Linked DNA regions of Sus scrofa: region 1 is linked to region 2. Evidence: chromatin contacts called from public Hi-C data. All regions are on one chromosome and are shown on one strand. The core of a region is the stretch at or near the end of the contact, and the rest is flanking DNA. Distances in the headings are between cores, read along the strand shown.

Region 1 (4,095 bases), core at 1,027-3,526, 340 kb after region 2:
GTCCTGCCTTAAAATATAAATTTTATCTCATCAGTCAAAATCAGAGCAATTAAGAGGCAAAAGGGATGAATGCCTCATTGGTTGATATTTATGGAGACTATCAAGATGTAAAAACTTTGTATTTGGATATTTATCCCCAGCCTTCTTTTAAAGGACTCAAAATCAAAATTTGTAGATGGGTCTCTTCAAGGTTTGGATTTGAGTGTTCTAGTCCTTGTGGGGTTTGAAGAGATTTGCACTGGACTTAGCATAAGTGTTAACCAATTTTCCTTTGCCTTTCTCTCATGAAGTCTTCTTGGAGCAGACTTCATCAGAGGCCACTTTCATAGATCTGGATCATCTCGACAGAGGAGGCAAGGGAGGTTCCCAAGATGCCAGCACCCTAGGGAGACTCTGTGAAATGTACTTCCTTCTCCATCCCAGAAAAATGAAAATAGAATGTTTTTCAGCTGGTGGTAGGAAAAGTGTTCAAATGCCTTTGGGTAGCCAAACCATGCTGGTGATTTATGGAGCAGCTCTCCGTGACAATGGGCACTTACAAGAACCAACTGACAATGACAAATTGTGGAAATGTTACTCAGAGGTACTAAATTGTTACTAAAATGTTGATGATCATAAACTGCTCATAGTTTATAATTCTATCATAGCAATAGTAAATATTAATTGCACATCTCTTATGGACTAGATACTCTGTTAGAAATAGGATATAAGTTAGGTGAACAACATAAAATTTCTATCTCCAGGGATCTTGCAATCTAGAGGAAGTTTCTGAAAAATAAGCAAGCAAGCACACAAGTTTGGGAAGTGGTGCAATGGGGGCACTTAAACAGGACTGTGCAGGTAGAACACTTTGGAGTTGGAAGAATCAGGGAAGGCTTCCCAGGAGAGGTGCCACCTAAAAGGAAATCTTAGATACATCTTCAGGCTGGATTGGGTGAGCCCAGTGAACAGGGGAGAGGCCACAGAAAGTGTCCTGTACTGTTGGAAGATGGTACAAGGGCTAGGAAGTAAGAAAAATCATATTTTTAGATATTTAAATGTAATTTATGTGGCTGATTCTTATGGCTCTGGGGAAGAAGCACGGGGGCAGACTGTGAGAGGACAGCTTCTAATCTTTCTCAATAACCAAATCTTTTCCATAAGCAGTAATTTTTTGTTCGGTCACACCTGTGGCATATGGAAGTTCCCAGGCCAGCTACTGAACCTATGCCACAGCAGCCACCCAAGTTGCTACAATGACAACACTGGAACCTTAACCTGCTACCACAAGAGAACTCCCATAACCAATAATTTAGTAATGACTTTGAGGTTTCAGAAATAGAAGCTTTGACAACACTAAAAAGAGTATCTTTTTCCAAGAATATATCTTGAATATAGAATTACTGAATGTTGGAAATGGAAAGGGCCTCTTATCTGTTGCAATCCCCTTGTCTAACAAATGAGGAAACTGAGGCTCAGAGTATGATGACTTATCCAAGGTCCCAGCAAGCTTTAGTAAATGCTTTTGCTTTAATGAATGTACAAGTAGAATAGATTCCTGGATGGGAAGAAAGTACTGTCAAAGCAATTTTTTTCCCCAAATTCAGGCGCAATATTCATACAATCCCAGTTAAAGTATAAAAGGATCATAAAAAAAATCCAAAAAAAATTCTAGAAATCAGTGACACTTACTGTTCACCATCATTCAGGGTAATTATCTCTTCTGTAGTACAGTTTACACAGAAACATAGAATGGAAGAGATATGAACCCTTTTCTTCCAGCACTCAAGGTACTTCCATATGTTATATCCCTCTTTTAATGAGTCCAGGTGAATTTTAAGAACACAATCTCCAGGGGAAATGTTCTTGTCCTTACTCCCGTCCACCAACCCAACAGCCAGCTGATTTGCAGGTAAGCTTGAGATGATGCCTTCAAGGAAAGGAGAAACAAAGGCATTGTAAGCTATCTCTGTCTCAAAGCCTTCCATTCTAGCCCTTAAGAATACTTATTGTATTAGCTCCTCTTCCTTCCAACTGCAATAATAATTAATGCTGATATAATGTCTCTCATCCTACGAGCTCTAAGGGATTTTCAGTGCTGAGCACCTTTCTGATTAGCCATGGGAAAATGTCACTTCTCATTGCTCAGGAAAATTACTGCTCTTCCCTGTACCCCCCACATAGCCTGATTCATCATTCTCAGACCAGGAGAGCAGTCTCTGCACCAGACAGGCAGACTGAGATCAGTACAAGGGAGGGACTTGCATTAAGGACTGGGACACCACTTTGCTGAGGCATGGTGTTTACACGGGGCTCTGACTCCCCCATGTGAGAAGGTACTGTAGAAGTTCTGTTGTTTAGGGAGCCTCACCCTCCCTGCTGCTGACCTTGGCTCACTCTAGGGTTTGAAACCATGTGCTTCCTGTAAGCCACTTTCTTGATATTTCATAGGTCTCTTTCAGGTGCTAAGAGCTGTGTGTGTGTGTGTGTGTGTGTTTGTGTGTGTGTGTGTGTGTGTAGTTCCTCATTAATGGGGCAGGGGTTGCAGAGCATGGAACACCTCCTTTCTGAACTATGCAATCTCACTTGTAGGCTATCCAAGTAATTTGAGAAAACAGATTACTCCTATGGGGAAACTAGTACTTTATATTCTATTCCTTCAGTACTTTTCCATTGTTGTAATAAGCATCTGGCTTTAGAGCTAAACTCAGCCTGCCTCAGGCTCTAGGGAAACAAGAGATGATGGACTTTGAAGTCAAAATTCTTGGGTTCAAGTCCCAGGTACTCTGCTGCTTGGCTGTGTGATGCTGGGATAGCTACGTACCTTCTTTCTCCTTGGTTTTGTTTGTTTGTTTGTTTGTTTGTTTGTTTGGTCCTGCCCTCAGCATGAGGAAGTTCTGGGACCAGGTATTGAACCTGTGCCGTTGCAGTGACAATGCTGGCTCTTTAATCCACTGAGCCACCAGAGAACTCCAACTTACCTTCTTTCTGTGAAACCGTTTTCTCATTTCTAAAAGCATGTGATCCCATCTCCAAAGCTGTTGGGAGATTAAATATGATGAGCATAAAGAGTTTAGCTTGATGCTCAGTACATAACCATGAGGATGGTAGCTTTTGTTATATCTGTGAAGTGGTTGCTGCTGATAAACTTGCTCAAAGAGTTAAGCCAACTGCCCTTTGCCTTTATAAAAAGGAACAGGAAATTTTTTTCTCTGTTATGGTAATAAGGAATTTTTTTAAAAAATATTTATGAACTGAGACTTGGCACAAACAATATTTATTCTCAGGCCCTTTTCCATGGATTACTCTTCTGCCACATGCTGTTTTCTTTTTTTTTTTTCCTGTTTTTTCTTTTTTCTGATCACTTTAAAGTATGATATTTATTTCACTATCAGATTGTTCCTAAAGGATTAGGCTTAATGAAGAATTCTTATTAGCATTTGGTATTAAAACCAAGATCTCCTTATCATTATGTAACAGTTAACATTATTCATCATTATTCCTGTAACAGTTACCTAGCTGTCATCATTCAAGGGATTTATATGTGTTGACTTTTTAAATTCTTACAATAATTGTAGAAACTGTCAATTTTCCCATTTTACAGAGGAAGAAGCTGAGGCACAGAGACATTAATTAATTTGCTCATGTTAGGCCGTCCTGTCTTCCCAGCGTCCTCTAAAACTCAGAGCTCAATGCAAGGACTAAAATGTTATGTTTCTGCTTGGGAGATGCAGATCTGGGTGAAAGTGTGATGAGAAAAAAGTGAAACATAGATAGACATGTTCCCTGGAGAGTCTGGACTTTCCTGGAATGTTTGCAAGGAGAAAGTGTCCGATGGAGCAATCGGTGGAAGGGGCTTTACCCACCTGTTCCTGCTATTTTCTAATCCCCTTTGATGGAGAGGCCTCTCTCCTCCTCCAGGGTTTGTTGTGTAGTCGCTCAGCTCAGCAGCTGCTCAGGAAGCCAATGCTGTGATGTGGAGTGCCCACAAGGAGCGGGTGAGGTGCTGTCAGAGTCAGAGAAAGAAGAAGGTTTTTGAAGGAAACTGAGAAGGCTGGCAAGGATTATATCTCCTTCATGTGTAACTAAAAGGATGACTGTATCACTTCCATGGTA
Region 2 (4,163 bases), core at 1,449-3,948:
AGCCTCAAGATTGTCACCTCAATACAGCTGTTACTAAACTGTTGCCCAGGGAAAGTGGAGAGGGAACACGTCATTGCCACCCGCAGTGGCAGTCTCAAGGTCATAGACAATGTGAGAAACCGGAAGTTATGCAACATTTCCTCTCTCCAGGTCCTCCCGACAATAACTTTGAGAAGAGCCAGACAGTACCATCACAAATAGAACAATCGTGTTGAGGTGGCTCTGCTGTCTTGTCCTTCTGTCAGCCTCAGGAGTAATGGCAGGGCCTTCCTGGGGCTGAGTGACTGGCATGGGCATGCATGCATACAGGGCTGGTCGACCACTCAGTGACAGCACCCACATCGCCACAGGGCAGTTCGCATTTCTCTGATATCCTCTTTCTTGCTCCAAGTTTTCAGAGCTCAAGGAGACAATTACCCTGCAAAGTGGGTCCAGAGAGCCAGTAAGTAAGACGATTAAACCATCAAGCATAAAAATTGAACATCGGAAATGGAGAGCACCTTTGTTCAAGGTCAAGTTGCCAGTCAACGGCAGGTGGGAAAATGGACCCCTGAAGTCACAGCTCCTGTCTCTGGGAATAGGTAGCTGTTTCAGAGCTTCTCATCATCCCTAAAAATAAGTTAGCCTTTAAAAACAGGAGTCAAAGTGGATTTTTAAAGGATTTATCTGAGTCACAGCCCCCTCAAGAAAGTGAAAACTGTGTGTGAGACTTGGAACGGCCCCGTAATGCTCCTACTAAGAAATCCTATGGGCGTTAGGGACGAGGGGGAGGTCAGAGCTGGTGAGGGGCAGGCTGGGTGGAGGACCAGGGCTCTTCTCACCTCCCTGCAGAGCTCTGAAAGTAAGATGTCTGCAAGCCCCAGGAGCTTTGCCTGCAATGCGGGTAGGAGAGCTGGCTGCAACAGACAGTTCTATTCTTCCTTCCCAGGTTGGTTTTAATACCACACAACAGATAATTTTCAGAAGGATGTTTTCTCAATTGAAAAAGTGACACTCCTTTTACCTCCAGAAGAATTGAATTTATTCATGTTCATGTTACCTGGTGGGGCCACTCGGTCCTGATATGTGGGCTTAAATTCACTGATGGTGAGCAGCATCACTTGGATGGTTCCAATGAAGATGCCAGCCAGGCAGCCATAAAATATAACGTAGAATAGAAGGATCTTAACTGCAAGGAGAACAGACAGAAACGAAAAGGCTATGATGTAGTCATATATTCAGAATACAAAAGGCTAACTTCTCAGAGATGAATGAATTTCCTTCCTGGCTTCCCCTCCAATCTGTGTCTTTGGAGCTTCCTTTTCCAACAGTGATCAAGAGAAAGAACCTCACTTTCAGACTGTGGGGTAAAAAGAGGGGAACGGGCAGCCCTCCATTATTGTGTGTGAGTGTGTGTCTGTGTTGTGGAGCGGTTAAGGGCAGGGCAAAAATTCAGCTAGAACTAAGATTCTTTATAGGAAATAATTTTATTCCATATATTTGGGGGAAAAACGTCATGAAGATGATCAACAAAATCTAGGGCTATGTTTGCGTGCTTATGCAATGCATTTCAAATATGACAGTATACTTCCTTAGAGACCTCTGTTTTCTTCGCTTGCTTATCCCTTGACATTTCAGGACTTCAGTCCAGGCTCTGCTGCTTCCCCAAAAGCTCAAAGGCCTGTAAGTTTTTATGCTGAGACAGGGCAATGAATGCTGAGAAACCCAGTGAAACTCTCCTGACCTAGCACACTGTCTTTCCTATCAGGGGAACCAAACACGGGTGGAGGGAGAAAGAGGAACTGCTATAGTAAAAACTGACAAGCAAATTTTTCTTTCTTTTTCTGACTGAACTCAGACCAGGGACTGACTTGAGAAGCTGCATTTTCTTTTCCCTATAGTTCATAGGATAAGAGAATGGAGACTGAAAATAGCTGCAAAAACCAAAAAAATAAAAAAAAAACCAACCAAACAAACAAAAAACAACCCCCCCCAAAAAAAAAAACAAAAACAAAAAAACAACTGCGAAGCCAATAGACTGGAATGAGGCTATCAGTTACTGGTTTACAAGGATTATCTCCCTGATTAGCCGCATAGTAACAGGCTGTACTAGGCATCGCTCGGCAGCCCTGTGCCAGCCAAACAGCTCAATGTGAATGCAGCAGAGGGAACAGAGAACCGGAGGGTTATCGAGTCTGAAACATGACTGCACAAAGGAGCCTTAGGTTATTTCTTAAAACATTCAGATCTCCTGCATTAAAGGCCAGGATCCTTGAGGGAAAAGCAGGAAAACAAAAGTATTATTGGAAAGAAGTGTGTGTGTGTGTGTGTGTGTGTGTGTGTACATGTATGGACACGCTAGGAGGGAGGCAGGGTGAGACTGGGTGCACTGTGGCTGAAATCAGCCAGGTTGCCCTCTCCGAATATTTAAAAGCTCAACTTTTCTATCAGCAAATAAGTAGTTTGGGGAAATCATACTCTAGACAAGTAAAACATACATCAAACCACACTAAAATGCCTAATCATAATCCTTTTTCCCTTCTATTTGAAAAAAAAAAAAAAGGAAAAGGGCAAAGACACACACAAAGATAAGGAAAAATGAAAAGACTGTATAATCCAGAACCACAGCTGCCCAACTCAATCAGTGCCTCCCCGAAGGACAAGGGTTAAGTGCTGCATTCTGTATCCAGGCAGCAGTAGGCAAATGGCAAGGCTGTGACGTCAGGAGATCTGGAAAAATTTTCCAGGGAATGCTCCTAAGAGGTGCAAGAGTTCGTATAACATAGTCAGAAAGAGAACTGTATTCTCTTTTTTTCTTGCCCCACACCTTGTCTGGATGCTCTTAGCCTAAGCATGGAAGTAGTTTTATATTCATTCCTTGGACCCCAGATACTAAATTCTAACAAAATGAGAAGATATCATTGACGCTACAGTTTAAAATACAAATATAATTATAGATAAACAAGTCACTGATTGAACAGAAGGAAATACAGCCTATCTTAACTGCCCTAAGAGAAGGAGAGGATTTTTCTCTTTTGCTCTGAGATGTCGCCCCTGCTGTGAGGTCACTTGGTCAGAGTGGACGATGCAGGTGTGGTGGAGCCTATTCAGTGGGCTCACCGACACACAGGCTCAAAGAGAAAAGCTGGACTCATTGTACCACCTAGCCAGGGCGGCTCAGAGAGTAAGCTTTAGAAATAATTTTTTCCTTTTAGACAACTTTTCTTTTCTTTTTCTTTCTGTTTTGTTTTGTTTGTTTGTTTTTTTAAATACAAGTAACAGAGGTTTTCCAGTCAGGGAAAAAAAAACCCAAAAAACCTAGTACCCTTCAAAAGGTCACAGGCTGAAGGGAAAAGGGCATCTGGGCCCAGTGGTAAACATTAAAACCTACCAACACCTGTACTAACTTAATAAAAGGGTGGATAGCACCAGGTGATTTGCATGCTGCACTTTCTCCAGCAGCTTACAGGCGAGGCTCCTGCGTCCATCTTGGTGAAAATCTACCTACAAACAGAACTGAACCAAGGACAACCTGCCCTCGTCCCAAGGGCATCCATGTTGGGCCCAGTGCTGGAAAGGTGGCATTCTCTCCATAGGAGACAAGTGGTTGCTGTCACTTTCTCTGCCTAGGAGAGGCTCTGTCATTTCTTACATTGCCAGAAAGGAGTAGACATATTAGTGCAAGATAAAACCTGAATTTTTAGCTCAACACCTCACCTCCACCTTGTAAAATGGAAAGATGAGACTAGAGCACCAGTCCTGGTGTCTGCATTCATTAGAGTATTGACACCTTGCTGTATGAGCTATCAAGACACAAATGACTCTCTCTTATGTGGAGGTGCTGCATTATTAAATGTCAGCTTACAGAACAAGTCCTTCCATTCCTACCCTCTAAAACAAATATTATTGTGGAATCGGAATGAGGAAAGAAATATATTTTATGAGAGGGAAAAACACTAGAGGGCAAATTTTACAACATGCCTGGAGTCAATGCAGTCCTTGGCCCATGACAAGGCCGGAGTCAGATCACTATGGTAGGAACCCCTAGTGAATCTGGGAGAAGGCTCGTCCCGCAGTGCACCCCTCAGGCCTCACTAGTTACCAGGAGTTGCTAGGAGATGGCCCAGGCCAGGAGCTGTTCACCCTATACACACCCAGTGTTCTTCAGGCTTTCCCTTCCACAT

Evidence for each region. Hi-C and Micro-C count contacts between places; a contact is called where the count stands out from the background.
Region 1: a contact with region 2 is called in a Hi-C map of omental adipose tissue, with 1.6 times the contacts expected there. The contact joins two enhancer-like sites. A contact is called at or near these places in 3 of 47 Hi-C or Micro-C datasets (embryonic fibroblasts and omental adipose tissue) and 2 of 2 datasets of contacts at active chromatin or transcription factors (alveolar macrophages and skeletal muscle).

Annotation. Positions count from the first base shown.
Region 1 is chr4:82,271,750-82,275,844 of Sscrofa11.1, forward strand. No RefSeq gene overlaps it. Among named protein-coding and RNA genes, the nearest start is that of DPT, 14 kb to the right of the region's middle. Within about 2 kb of position 2,277, at least 7 of the 83 cell types and tissues checked have an H3K27ac peak or open chromatin away from gene starts, as enhancers often do. A contact at or near this core is called in omental adipose tissue, where this site is marked.
Region 2 is chr4:81,931,218-81,935,380 of Sscrofa11.1, forward strand. It overlaps ATP1B1 (ATPase, Na+/K+ transporting, beta 1 polypeptide), which reads right to left. Exons shown (of 6, transcript NM_001001542.1): 2 at 1,040-1,168. Among named protein-coding and RNA genes, the nearest start is that of ATP1B1, 3.7 kb to the right of the region's middle. Within about 2 kb of position 2,699, at least 26 of the 83 cell types and tissues checked have an H3K27ac peak or open chromatin away from gene starts, as enhancers often do. A contact at or near this core is called in omental adipose tissue, where this site is marked.